Regions from separate parts of the Gossypium hirsutum genome. Here region 2 is linked to region 1. A link is a contact called in public Hi-C data. All regions are on one chromosome and are shown on one strand. The core of a region is the stretch at or near the end of the contact, and the rest is flanking DNA. Distances in the headings are between cores, read along the strand shown. Region 1 holds the start of LOC107931520 (vacuolar protein-sorting-associated protein 37 homolog 1). Region 2 holds the start of LOC107948120 (UDP-glycosyltransferase 73D1).

Evidence for each region. Hi-C and Micro-C count contacts between places; a contact is called where the count stands out from the background.
Region 2: a Hi-C map of leaf shows a contact between it and region 1, with 2.2 times the contacts expected there. The contact joins the promoter of LOC107948120 here to the promoter of LOC107931520 in region 1. A contact is called at or near these places in 2 of 34 Hi-C or Micro-C datasets (leaf and seedling).

What each region holds. Positions count from the first base shown.
Region 1 is chrA04:63,144,809-63,147,360 of Gossypium_hirsutum_v2.1, forward strand. It overlaps LOC107931520 (vacuolar protein-sorting-associated protein 37 homolog 1), which reads right to left and starts at 1,267. Exons shown (of 8, transcript XM_016863430.2): 1 at 962-1,267; 2 at 1-750.
Region 2 is chrA04:63,918,388-63,920,939 of Gossypium_hirsutum_v2.1, forward strand. LOC107948120 (UDP-glycosyltransferase 73D1) reads right to left here and starts at 1,269. Exons shown (of 1, transcript XM_016882589.2): 1 at 1-1,269. The coding sequence starts at 1,174.

The DNA.
Region 1 (2,552 bases), core at 17-2,516:
TTTATGCGAATGTGAATTTAATGAGAATAATTTATTAAATAAAAATAAAATTTTTGAAAGGAAATTAAAAATTTTTTTAGAATGCTTATATACATAATACAATTAATTTTTTTTTAAAATACTTATCTTTTAAGTTTTATATTAATATTAAAAGTGAATATAATTTTTATTGTATGCTCAAATATTTTGTTTCTGTTAATATTCTTCGAAGAAATATATGAGAATGTAGTAATGAATTCTATCATTACAGATAGAAAATATTTATCTTATTCAGTACTGAAACAAACAAATATTATTACAATATTTGATAATACAAAATTAGTTGAAAGCTTTAGAAAAGCTAATATATCAATATTGAAAAAGTACAAAATTTGTGATGATTAATCCATTAGTTTTCAAATATATTCACTATTATGGATATCATATTGAAATTGTGAATAAGAAAAATATTATATTTTATATGAATCAATGGAGGATTGAGTTATTGATTACTCTTGTTATTAAATTGAATTAACTTTGTAATGAGCCAAAATTACCCGACCCAAGTCACTAAATAACAAACCCAATACAAACCCCAAACTAACCCAAAACCTTAAGCCCAATACTATGGCCCAAAGTTTTTTTCCAGAAACAGCAAACCCTAGCACTTAGGCACTCCCTTTGGCCGGCGCCGCCTCCACCCTCACACCACACCCGCATTTCGCGCCTCCACGTTCGCTCCATGTAGGTGTTACGCTCGCGCCTCCATACCTACGAAAAAATAGGAAGCAGTACCAGAAAGTGCAACGAAATAGGAGTAAGTTGTTTTGTTTTTTTTCCTTTTCAGCTATAAAGGCCGAAACAAAATCATTGTAAAAGGGGAGACGAAATACAAAAGATACATAAAATTTCATTCTTTTCGTTTTTTTATTTCTTTCCATACATACGAAAATATAAAAAAGGAAAAGGAGAAAGATCTTACCTGAACCCACCGACGTGGCCCGGAGAAGCCCTCTCTAAAATCGAAGCTTGGCTCAAAATGGCGGTTGAGCTGCTTCTCTTTGATCTGTCGAAGAACAAGGGGTGGTTCAAAGATGGAATATCCTTTGTTTTTAAGCAGTAAATGAGTTTTAATGATTTTTTTTTTGGTTAAAAAAGAAACAAATCAAACGGCGCTCTAAATGGGTGAATTTGTGCATTTTCACCCTAAATGGGTAAATTTCACAACTGGTTCCTCGTTTTTGTGTCCTCATTTGATTAGGCCATTTTTGTATGACTTTCGTTTTTTCAAATCTTCCCTGGGATTTATGCACCGTTACAGTTTGGTCAACGTTGAAGCGCTGCGTTCAAGAATCTGGGTTAATTGTGCTTTTAATTCCTTTTTGTTTGTATGCGTTATGTTAAAATCCTTAATTCTGTTTTATTACTTTTGTTTATTTGTAAATTGTCCTTTTAATTTTATTTTTATTTCAATTGGTTTTTTTTTGTTTTTTTTATCATCAGCTTGTGTTTTTTACTCCTTTTATTTTTAAAATTTATTTATTATTCATCCTTTAGAGATTGTTTTAACATATCATCTTGAATTGTCTTCTTGATTTTGCACTGTTCTAGTTTGTCATTTTATACATTCATTTTCGTTTTTTTTTCAATTGTTTTATTTTACTATTTTTTTAAATCTTCCTTTATATTCTTCTATGTTTTAAAGATTTACATGACATTTAATTTAATGCTATTATACATACATTTACATAATTATTTTTTATTCAAAATATATATTATTGATTTCATATTATTTTATGTAAATATTTTCTTTTAAATGTATTTACGTGTATATATATATGTATATATATCTTCCTTTAAATCTATTTATATATATAATTTCTTTCTTTAAAGGACCCTATCATAAATTATATATTTCATTTATTTTAAAAACTTTCATATATTAGTATTTATATATATACTTTATTTACACTGAATTTTTTTTATTTCATGTATATCATTTATTTAGATTAACATATATTGTTGCATATATCACTTACTATTTTTTTATTATTTATTTTGAGATTTTGTTTATATGTTACTATTTCATATATTATTTATGTTTATTTTTTATCTATTTCAAACTTTCATATATATTACTTACTTCAAGATTTTTATATATAATTGTTTGTTTGCATATTGATGATTCCAAATTTCATTTCTTGTATATCATTCATTTGTTTATTTATTTTAAGGCTTGTTGCATGTTATTTAAGCTTGATATTTCATTAAAATTTACTTTTAATTCATTAGCCTTCGAATATTAATGTCGGCATTTGTATGATGTATGATATGTCGCCATCGTATGCACCCAAACTCGTTCCTTTCAAATTTCATATTACGGTTATTTAATTTTATAATATTTAATCTGTATTCCATGTTTGTAACTTTGTTTTTTTATATCATAGCATCAGGACTCAAATTCCAACGTTTTAATTGGTATTGGTCGGCTCATTCCTATTCTTAACCATTTGGAGCCAGTTTTTAAATTGATTATTTGAAAGTTTTTCAAAATAAGGCAATATTTCGTGTTT
Region 2 (2,552 bases), core at 19-2,518, 770 kb after region 1:
ATTGTTCCGAGAATTGAGGCCATGTTATCATTGGAACCCCGGAGCATACAGATTCTATGGTTGAATTCCAACCACTGTGAGTTATGAACCCTCCTATTGCAGGGTGGGATAAGATAAGAACTTGTGGAGCCCAACCCTTGATCAAAAGCCCCCTCCCTTTGATCCTCTCCTCATATTTCTGCTCTGAAAACCACTTCTCTAGCTCCTCAGCTCTTTCATCGCTTGTTTTGACTACCCAAATGAATGGTTGTTGTGATGCTTCTAGACCTAACCCCAGTTCTATTAGTTGTGCTGGAACTAGACGGCATAGGCTACCCAGGCAAGCGTAAATAACTGACCTTGGTTCCTTCGAGTCGAGCCATTTCATGCATTTTTGTTCCTTGATCGATGCTTTGTTTCCTCTTTCAAATTTGTCCAAGTTCATCTTGTTGCATAAAGAAACCGGTCCAATGGTCCAAACCTTTTTCTTTATAGCCTTCTGGTACTGTTCCACGCACCCTTGCTCTAGTTCATTGAAGCTGTTTATGACAACACCGAAAGCACTCATTTCGGCCTCTTGCATCTTGTTCCGAACATCGTCCAGGTCTGGCAGACTAACAAATGCTCCAGGAAGTTGAGCCCTTGTTATCTCCACCGTTTGTGGCAATCCCGGCACCACGAACGGTTCCGTATCCGAAGCAACCGAAAGATGAGCCTTGTGAAGCTTCACATTGTGAGAGCACAGCAATGAAAAACAGCCCATCCCATGGAAAACAATCCTGGGAACGTTAAACCTTTCAGCAGTTTTGGAAGTCCAGGAAAGACACTTATCTGATATTATGCAGCTGGGAAGCGGCTTTTGTTGCTCCAGGAATCGTTCCAATGGTTCTTGCAACATTCCGAGTGCATTGTAGAACCTTTTCAATAGATCCCTGGAAGACAAAGTGTCAAGGTTCTCGCATCCCACAGGGAGTCCGACTTCCCGGCATGGAAATGGGATTTTCACTACTTGGATCTGAAGCCCTGATTGGGTAGCTCGTTGGATGACCGAGTCGAACCTGGACGCATTGTGGGGCGTAGTGACTAAGCTTACCATCACCCTTCGTTCTGCAAGAAGCTTGGCCAAGTCAATCATAGGAATCATATGACCTTGCGCCATGAGCGGGATCAACACGAAGTGTAGTTGCTCGGCCATTGAGACGAACAATTCCAACTTTGGCCAGTCGAGTTGGTCACCTAAATTTTGTTCTTAATATCACGTCTATACGTTTTTTTGAAGGTTTCTTACCAATTGCAGGTCTTATAAGGTGAGCTTGACTTTGAATAAGTCCAAATATATATTAGTTAAAAGGGAATGTTAAATAATTAGTATGTATAATATCGTTTACTTCATTTTTTCTATCAATATCTATCTAACTAATATATATATAATTGACTTGACTTGGATTTTGTGTTTGATTAAGTCATCTCATGCCCTATGTTTGGTGTTGAATTAGTCAACTTGTCGGCCTTGTGGCTTTACCCCGGCAACCACGCTAATCATAGCTCTGATGATAGATTGGTTGGTCTTTAAGCTTCTATTTCCTCGTTTTATATCAGATTTGATGTTGATAACATTTTTTGTCGCTTTCTTCAATCAATTACATCAAGAAGCTTTCGCGTTATTTCCTTCTTCTTCATAAATATTTTTTTCCTAAGATTGTCCTATGCTGAAATTAATCCCAAAATTCTTACTGTTAACTAATTATATTAGATTTTAATTTACATTATGATGATCCAACAATATTTTTTTAGAGTAAATGAATAATTAATGTTTTTTTTAAATTGGACTGGTAGTCGAATCGGTTAAGTCATTGATTCATCAGTCAAGCAATTGATTCAATCGTCAAGTCAACTATTTTTAATCGATTCAATCAGTTCATACCGATTTTCGATTTAATTGGTTCAAAATCACTTTCTAAACTAATCCGACTGACCGATCTAATTCAGTTCAAACAACATTGCGAATAATATAATACAACAAGAAATATCAAATTAACTATTATTATTTTTAACTCTAAAATTAATCTATTTTTTGTATAAAATTTTACAACCCTGGACTCTTTTAGAACTAAATCCTAATTTAACCCTTTTTATAAAATCATAAATTTTAAAATTTTAAATTCAAATACAACCAGAAATCATAAATACAATTGAATAAAAAAACGTACTATTATTATTTGTTATTTTTGTTTATTTTTTACATTAATTAAAAATAATATTATCGAGGGAAATTGATCCCGAGCTAAAAAATTAATGCATAATATTAATTAATTTTTTTAAAAAATGAAGTCACACAATTTGTTATTAAAAATACCTAAAAGAGACTTTTTAAATATAATTGAAGTATCTTCCAAGAAATTTGATTCTACTACTTAATGTATTGGAATGGGAAAGTGAATGTGCTCCTTACTTGTCTTTCTTCATGTCGACGGAGTCTTCAAAGTTGTTAAATCTGACTTTTTGGAGCAACCAAACTCTCTTTTGTTGTCAATTGCAGTTAAACATTTCTGTTGATGATGTCCCTTTGCACG